Regions from separate parts of the Pan troglodytes genome. Here region 1 is linked to region 2. Evidence: chromatin contacts called from public HiChIP or PLAC-seq data. All regions are on one chromosome and are shown on one strand. Each heading gives the region's core, a stretch centred on a gene start, on an enhancer-like site or on the middle of the called end of the contact. The rest is flanking DNA. Distances are from core to core; before and after follow the strand shown. Region 1 holds the start of ABHD10 (abhydrolase domain containing 10, depalmitoylase). Region 2 holds the start of PHLDB2 (pleckstrin homology like domain family B member 2).

The links. HiChIP or PLAC-seq counts read pairs in DNA pulled down with a chosen protein or histone mark.
Region 1: a contact with region 2 is called in an H3K4me3 HiChIP or PLAC-seq map of stem cell-derived excitatory neurons, with 3 times the contacts expected there. The contact joins the promoter of ABHD10 here to the promoter of PHLDB2 in region 2. A contact is called at or near these places in 5 of 7 Hi-C or Micro-C datasets (blood, induced pluripotent stem cells, a lymphoblastoid cell line and 2 more), 1 of 1 datasets of contacts at active chromatin or transcription factors (stem cell-derived excitatory neurons) and 1 of 1 other capture datasets (stem cell-derived neural stem cells).

What each region holds. Positions count from the first base shown.
Region 1 is chr2:115,311,786-115,316,227 of NHGRI_mPanTro3-v2.0_pri, forward strand. ABHD10 (abhydrolase domain containing 10, depalmitoylase) reads left to right here and starts at 1,521. Exons shown (of 5, transcript XM_001154093.6): 1 at 1,521-1,737; 2 at 4,321-4,442. The coding sequence starts at 1,596.
Region 2 is chr2:115,067,033-115,071,722 of NHGRI_mPanTro3-v2.0_pri, forward strand. PHLDB2 (pleckstrin homology like domain family B member 2) reads left to right here and starts at 2,042. Exons shown (of 18, transcript XM_063806969.1): 1 at 2,042-2,249.

The DNA of each region.
Region 1 (4,442 bases), core at 271-2,770, 240 kb after region 2:
AAGTTGCTGTCCTTAACTATATGTCCTTAGTAGAGAGAGGCATCCCACCTCTCAAGAAAGAGATCTATTCAGTCTTAGTCTAACTGTTCCAGACTGTTCCAACAGTCCAGGTTCTCATGACTCCAAAGACATGCTGGATTCACTATGTCCAAACTTTGCCTTTAATTCTGGTACCAATTACTGCCGCCCAAATTTATAACCAGGATAATAAAAGTTACTTTACTATCTTATATACACTCAAAGTATTACACAAGCCACCATAACTTTTAAATAGGAAACTACTACGTAAAACTCCATGGTTGATGCTTGAGGCCCCCAGGAATTAGTTTGAAAGGTATTTAGAGCTGGAGTCCGGAAACCCTTGTACTACAATTTATTCAACTATTTTTCTATTGTTAGCCATTCCCATTTTTTTCCTTCTCTTTGCCTCTAAAAACGGTGTAGTAGATAATATGCAGTCTTAAGAACTAGTGTTGTTTTCTATAGCATAATCACAAATTGGTGCCACTGCGTTAAAAGGCACTGGAATGGATGCATATTTTAAAACTGTAATAGATGTGGCCATATTACTTGACAACAAATTTTAGTAATTCACCTTCCTAGCAATCATACATAAGTGCTAGTGTCTAGCATCCTTGCCAATTATTTTTCCTTTTTGCCAACTGAATGGGAGGAAAAAGGCATTATTTTTTTAATTCCAGTTTTTCATTTAGTGAGTTTGAGCATCATGTTTCCTTATATGGGCTGCCTATTTATAGCTGTTGGCCAATTTTATTTGAATTATATTTTTTATTTATAGGAGCAGGCTGAATAGAAGTATTAATGTATCTATGCTACAAAATCCATTTTTCTAGGCTCTTAACTTGAGATGTCTTTTGCCATTCAAAAAGTTTAAATTCGTATACAAATATATTTTTTATTTATGATGTTGGGGTTTTGAAATCTTGGTTAAGAAAGTCCCTTCTGTCCCCGGATTATATAATATTCTCCTAAAATTTATTTAATCCTCTCAGTTGTATTCTTCCGTTGAAATCTTTTTTTTACTGAAATTTATTTTCGCATACAGCACGAGGAAGGGGCCAAGATAATTCAGTATTTCGTTAATCAGGCATATAGATCTAGAGCGGGGAATGTCCGATACCATTCCAGGTTATACAGGCGAGATTAATGTCAGATCTTGGGAGCATTTCCAGTACAGGTTAAAACTGTCACGCGGTCGGCGGGATTGCAGGTGATGCAGCAAGCCTGGTGTCCTCGACAGGAGACGGTTTCCCATCTAGGACCGTTGGATAGGGTTCCTTTCTGAGCTTCCAGCTCTGTAGTATCTATCAGCCCGCTGATAGGGCAGCCTCCCGACGCCACTCAAAACATCCTAAAGGCCCCAAGCCAAACCCCGCTACCAGTAGAACCAACAGTCTAAAAGAAAGGAAAGAGCCACGACGCTCTGCGCATGTGCGCTCTTCGCAAGCTGAAAATCGTGCGGGGAGCTCTTCGGCAAGTTCCGCCTTCCAGCCTGAAGCGCATGCGCAGCCTCGGTTCCGTTGCGTAGTGTGCTCCTCTGTGGGACACTGCAGGGTGCAGGGACAACTACGAAGATGGCGGTTGCGCGCTTGGCAGCTGTGGCGGCCTGGGTACCTTGTCGGAGCTGGGGCTGGGCAGCCGTCCCCTTCGGTCCCCACCGTGGCCTCAGCGTGCTGCTTGCACGGATACCTCAGCGGGCGCCACGGTGGCTCCCAGGTCAGTGTCCGAAAGGCGGGAGTAGGATGCGTTCTTTCGAACGCCTCGGGTTCCGTCAGTTACCGTGCCTGCGCCGTGCGTCTTTGGCGCCCGGTTCAAAAATGCTCCTCCCCCTTTCTCAACACCCCAGTTCTAGGCGCTTTGTAGACTTCTGGTGAAGGCTGTGAGGAGAGCTCTGCCGCGGCCCTGCGGCATTCTGGGCACCCCGGGCCCTCGCTGGCGTTTTACACTGTGCAGTTTAAAGAGCTCCTGCTCCTTACCTGCCTCCCCTGCATTAAAGGCCAACGCTAGAAAAAATTAAAATGTGCGTTTAATGCATTATTATTAGTTACTTCTAGGAATTTGTAGATTGTGACTCCTAAAATGCTTAGACTGACTCTCCTTTGAGTTTAGGGAACCTAACAATGCGAGGCATGTTCTTTGTAAAAGTGTAGACGCCCTCATAAGCCTAATTTCTAGTTCTGCTTTCTTGCTGCACCCACTCAGTGAAAGAACCATAATCATTATTGCACAAATGAAACTAGAATTTGGGCTAAAAATCAGAGAACCTCGTATATGTATATATAGTCTTTGAATTAGATCCTTTTATTTTTTTGGCTTTGTGTGTGGTTCACACCATTGCCACGTAGCTGTCAGATGATGCATGGTGCTTGGAGTGGTAATTAATGTCACGGCAGAGATCTTTTGTATGGAGATTTTTGTATCCAGTTTTTAAACTTTTATAATCAGATTAACTTGCATTTAATTGTGCGCAACCAAAAGGCATGTTACACATGCAAATACTCCTAGTAAAATGTAGTATGTCAGTTCATTAACCAGAGTATAATATTATTTCATCTAGTTAGCACTTATTCATTGAGCACTTATGCACCAGGCTCTGAACTAATCCTTATGTTCAAAGACGATTTATGAATATAATTATATGAATCTGTCTACTTAGAACTTACATTAAATGAATTATAATCATCTCGGGGAAATTATGTTTTGAGAGGTGATTTCTGGAAGAGGATAGTAAGAATTTTTTTTAGTGCTCAGCTGAGTAGATGGGAAATGAACATGAGTGGATCAACATAACTGGTCCTTACCAAAAGTTTTAAATTTGGCATATTTCTCTATACTTTGAAACAAGCTTTTATGTAAAAAGGATAGCTTTAAGGCCTTCAATTACATCTTTAAAAAATCAACTTCTTAATTACAAAATGGGGAAAACTTTAGCAGCACACATGGATTCTCTTCTGAAGACTGAGAAGTTTTCAAAGTGGAGGACGGCTTCATTTAATATAAAAAAAGAAAATGTATTAGTCCAAAGACTCTAAGGAAGTACACAAAACTAGTGTCTTTGGAAAGAAGAGGTGGGATTATAAATGACTCTTTTAAAAAAATATCTACTTGTTTCTTAAGAGCAAGTATGGATTTTATAATGGGGGAAAATTTGAAAAAGATGAAATAGAATAATCTTATGAAGTTCACCAATTGTACTGTTGTACTTAAATTACACTAAAGTCTCTGTGTACCATTTACAGAAAGCCAAACCAACAAAACGCAAAGTGATTGCATAGGTCTATAAGAAATCTCTTTCCAAAAACGATACTATCATATGTTATTTTTAAAGAAACTGCTCATTGAACCCACCTCAGCTGACAATAAAATTATGAGTTGTTACCATGGCTCATGATTTCTTGGTTGAGGTAGGCAGATGGGTGGGCAGGTGGATGGGAGTCAGTAATAAAAAGGGCACAGCACGTCCTCCTTTGAAACAATTTTGCAAGGGCAGACCAAACCTGTTTCTTCCCTGACCCCCAAGAAAGTAGGGGATGAAAGGCCAGGCATGGTGGCTCACACCTGTAATTTCAGCAATGGGAGGCCAAGGTGGGAGGGTCACTTGAGCCTGGGAGTTTGAGACCAGTCTGGGCAACATAGTGAGACCCTGTCTCCACAAAAAATACAAAAATTAACCAGGTGTGGTGGTACATGCGTGTAGTGCAGCTACTGGGGAGGCTGAGGTGGGACGATGGCTTGAGCCTGGGGAGTCGAGGAAGTCCAGGCTGCCGTAAGCTAGGATTGCACCACTGCACTCTAGCCTGAGTGACAAGGTGAGACCCTGTCTCAAAAAAAAAAAAAAAAAAAAAAAAAGAAAGAAAATAAGGGATGTGAAACTTGTCAAACAAAAAATAAATTTAAAAACAAAGCCAAAAACCTCACAAGAGAGGGCTGAAACTATTGCGGGTAAATCTGAATGTTGATTGATACTGTTTAGGATACATGATAAAGCAGCAACAGGAAAATGTTTTTCGATTAGTCTCTGTCTTTTGTTGTCTTGAAATTCCTACCGCATTGTGTATTTTGGAAGAATCAAGATTGGACTTTGCTCAAAGAAGTTACTGATGTTGGCATGATTTTAAAACTGGAGATCTCATGCACAGACTTACTTAGTACTTTGAGTCTGTTCTTGTTTTTTCTATTAAATGGAAATAGTATTTAACATCAATTCATTGAGATAAGAAAGTTAAGATCGAAAATATATATGGTTTTCCAAAGACTGAATTTACAAACCATAGTTTACTTTTTGTGTACTTTGTTTAGCTTGTAGACAAAAGACGTCACTCTCATTCCTTAATCGACCAGACCTTCCAAACCTGGCTTATAAGAAGCTAAAAGGCAAAAGTCCAGGAATTATCTTCATCCCTGGCTATCTTTCTTATATG
Region 2 (4,690 bases), core at 792-3,291:
AAGAAACAGACTAGGCCAAGTTCAAAGGATCCTAAGGAATAGTTAGATGAGACCCAGCAAGAGAGTGTGGTCAGAGGAGCCAGCAGAACCAGGCACACTAGCAGACAAGAAATGGCAGGGGCACTATGTGAAGACTTGGGCACCACATTTCAGAGGGAAATGGCTAAATTGGAGCCTTCATAGAGAAGAGCAGTTTGGAGATGGAAGGGTCCAGAAGTCATGTCACATGGAAAACTGGGGTAGTTGGAACAGGAAACATTTGGAGCAAGGTGACAGGGATATCCTCAAGTATTTTTAAATTGTTACATGACTTGAGTTTAGAATATTATGGCTTCAGATATAGAAGGCATCAAAGAACATTTGTACAAGGCATTAATGTTACAGGAGAGAAAACTGAAAGCCAGAGAGAACTGACTGGCTAAGGCAGAGGTAGGACTAGAATCCAGATTCTGATTCCCTTCCCAGTACTGTTTGCCACCATTTCCAGCTGCCTCCCGGAGTGCCTTATGTGCGGGGAAGAGCTAGGACCAATGAATGGCCATTTTAAGAAGGTCGAGCTTAGCTTGATAAAGAGTATTCCTTTATAGAATAGGAAACTAAGTGAGACAGTGATCTCACCATCATAAAGAGTATTTCTGAGGAAATGTGTATTCATTTTCTATAGTTCCTATAAAAAATTACCACAAACTTGGTAGATTACAACAGTACAAATGTATTACCTTGCAGGTCTAGAGTCAGAAGTTTAAAATGGTCAGTGGGGCCATGCTCCTTCTAGAGGCCCTAGAGTAGAATCCACTTCCTTGCCTTTTCAGCTTCTAGAAGCGGCCTGCATTCCTTGGTTTGTGGCCCCTTCCTCTACCTTCAAAGCCAGCAGCATATCAATCGCTTACCCTGCTTCTGTCATCACATCTCTTTCTCTTTTTTTTTTTTTTTTTTGAGACGGAGTCTCACTCTGTTGCCCAGGCTGGAGTGCAGTGGTGCGATCTCTGCTCACTGCAAGCTCTGCCTCTTGGGTTCACGCCATTCTCCTGCCTCAGCCTCCCGAGTAGCTGGGACTATACAGGTGCCCGCCACTACGCCCAGCTAATTTTTTGTATTTTTAGTAGAGACAGGGTTTCACTGTGTTAGCCAGGATGGTCTCGATCTCCTGACCTTGTGATCTGCCCCCCTTGGCCTCCCGAAGTGCTGGGATTATAGGCCATCACATCTCTTTCTCTTATTCTGACCTTTCATAAGGACCCCTGTGATTACACTGGGCCCACCTGGATAAGCCAGCATAATCTCCCATCTGAAGATCCTTAACTTGACCACATCTGCAAAGTCCCTTTTACCATGTAAGATAACATACTCATAGGTTCTGAAGATTAGGATGTGGACATTTTTGGGGGGCTATAATTCAACCTACCACAGAACGTGCGGAAAGGCTTATTGATGCTGGTGCAGGTATTAGAACAGATCTGGATTCAAATCTTGGCTTCAGTACCTACTAGTTGCATGACCATTACCCCTTTGAGCCTTTGTTCCCTTGTGCATAAAATAGAAATAAAATCTCAACATTACCATCAGGATTTGTGGTAATATTCATGAAATGCATAACATATAATACTCTCTCAATGAATGGTAGCCATATTTATTTAAAAAACTACCAGATGCTTCTCACCATACAAGAATTTAATAGAAGAAACTCCACTATTAAATAGGACATTTGATAAAGTGACTTCCAGATTTCCCTCCGAGATTGCTGAAATCTAAAGGAATAAAAATTTCGTTTCCTCTATAAACTATTCTCGGGGCCTCTTGTCCACTTCCCAGATGCAGTTACAAGGGAATCACTTTTCTGGATAGCCAATGGCTATCAGACTGTGCTTTCTGCCCCCCACAGTCCTGCCATCTGATTTTTCCATGCAGCTCTGGTTGGATTTAAGCAGGACTAGCAGTCTGTCCTGGTGTGTAATGATTGGCTAGACCAGGCGGCTGAGGCCAGGGCAGACTCCCTCCTTCACATCTGTCAATATACCTGGCTGCAAGCAAGTTGCTGCCTGTGACCACAGTCTGCAGAGGCCAGAGAGAGCAGGAAAGGAAGTGGAAAGGAACCTTACCTTCATGCTTGGGGAAAAGGAGAAACCTGTGTTAATGTGTCTTCCCAACATCCCACTCTCTTCAGCAATCACTAGAACAGCCATGGGCCATCCCTGCTGAGTCAGGAAAGAAGCTGAGGGAAGAGTCAGGATTGAAAAGCAGCAGACAAGGTAGGTGATCTCTCTGGTCACTGGCCCTTCTCTCGTAATCACAAAATGAGCACCATATACAGCCTTGTCACCAGAGTGTCTCTGAGGAGGGCCTGCTGAAGGAGATATGGTAGACCTGGGTGTGTGTCTGAATTCAGTCATTTTTCTATCAGCCTGTTCTGGAAAGCAGGCTGTATTTTCCTTCTGTCTTCTCTCTCTTCTGAAAATTGTTGTTGCTCCTGTATGTATTTCAGAAACTTGAAAGGTTTTTTAAAAATTTTTCATTATAACAAATTATATGTGCGATTTATTAAAATGATTTCATTGGTGGTAACTCCACAAGCATGGTTTTGTTCCAGAATTTTCGTTGCATAATTTTTTTCAATTTTCAAGACATACCAGAGAGGACAGTGTACATATATTGTGGTATATGGTATAGAATAATACATTCTGAGAAATATACTGTCCATTCACAGGGCTGTCAACCTCATATGATAGGCTCTCCCAGGAAGTCACGTATATTTTTCTGCTTTGGAACCTAGAGAGTTAAAAGTCCTGAAATTACTGGAGCAGAATCAAGCCTATTTACCTAAGCTTATCACATCGGCAGCCAGGTCAATCATTTACTGAGACTAGGCTGTTTCTTACCCTGAATCAGGAGGACCACCAAAGCCTTTGCTGGCCTGAGTCCCTCTGTAGCAAAGGCATGGGCAACACAGAAGAAATGCTCCTCTGAAGCTATAGTCCAGATTCTCTTCTCACCAGAAGTAAGTTTTTCTCCTTCCGAGAATAGTAAATATCCCAAGACCCCCCTTCCCCAGCTCAATGATAAACAAACATGAACAAAACTAATATGCAAACCTGATCCCAATGCCACTCTATGTACAAAGCTTGTGGCTTTGGAGGGAGCTTCCCTCATCACTAGAGGTCTATGGGGAAGAAGGAGATGATAACTATGAAACAAGTTATTGAGTGATTCTTGAGGAAGAATAAAGTTATAAAGTAATCACCAAGGAAAACACGGAAATTTTCCCCTTCAAGTCTATACATTCTAGAAATATGTAATTTTTATCTAATATGATTCACTCTTCCTTAAGTCTGAATATAACTCCTCTAATTGCAGAAATGTTGTCATATGGTCACCACATACAACTTTCAGGCCTGTGCAGTGGTTCCTGGCTCCTATAGTCATTAGTTAGAAGCCTAGTAATGCTGAAGCCCTATTTTTCTGAACTCCCTTTAGGGAAGGAGTTGGGTCATGTAGGACAAGGTAATGTTTGACATTATTTTTGTCAATCAGTTGTGGAACTGAAGTGACTCCCCTCAGGTAAGGTTTGTGGCTGAATATTTAGTGTCTGAGGCAGTTAACTAGATGCAAGAGTGGAGGCCATTGTAGACATAAACACTTGTGTGACTTTGGGTAAGTCGGTGGCTACCTCTCAAGAATGTTGTGGAGAATTATGGAAAACTGATACGTTTCTGTGAAGATATTAAGCACTGCAAAATGTTAAGTGTGAATCTGGCTGGTATCCAGAGGATGTTCATAGATAATGCAAGTGATGGAGGTGGTTTTGACGAGGGAAAAGGATCTTGGGGTGATCAAATGCATTGGCTAGGTCAGGCATGGCGACCCATGCCTGTAATCCTAGCACTTTGGAAGGTGAGGCAGAGGATTGCTTGAAGCCAGGAGTTCAAGACCAGCCTGAGCAACAAAGTGAGCCTCTGTCTCTCCAAAAAAATTTTTTTTAAAAGTTTATGCATTGGCCATATTTCCCCACATTACTGAAGGCTGCATTAGGGACAGACACACAGGTCTGACCTGTCCTTTTTTTGTAGCTTCTGGCTCAGGGCCTAAAACAAACTGGAAGCCCCTAAGGGTATATCCAGCTTTTTCTTTCCATTTCTTGAATATTGGATAGTAAGTAGAGGGAGACTATTCTTCAGATTGACTAGATTAGAATAGGCATTGTCATTGTTTTTCAACGTTAGGTAGTTAGAATATAGAAGTTAATTAATTTGCCCAAAATCATGCAATTAGTCTGAGCCAGGATTCTACTCAGTTCTGCCTTGTTCCCAACCCAGCGCATTTCCCATAAGGTCGTGGAGTTGACCATGTGGATAAGCATAAATTGTAGGGTCACTGAGGTAAGCAAGGCTGACTAATACAGTCAGAAGTTCTGAAGTTCTCCACTGGCTCTTGGATGTGCCATGCCTGAGCCGCTGTAACCAAAAGGCCAGTAGTGGACTTCCAAAAAGGATAAAACAGGCAAGAGCAAAAGCAAGTGTTTTTAGTCATGGCAGTCACTGGAGTCTTCTCTGTCCTGTATATTTTCTAAATAACCCAGCTAATCCTCAGGCTAGGTCTTTGTCCCTTTTTATACGATAGACTCAAATTCATGAGCCCCAACTAAAGTACAACATCTGAACTCTTTCCAGAGAAGAAATGACCCTATCCCAATCTT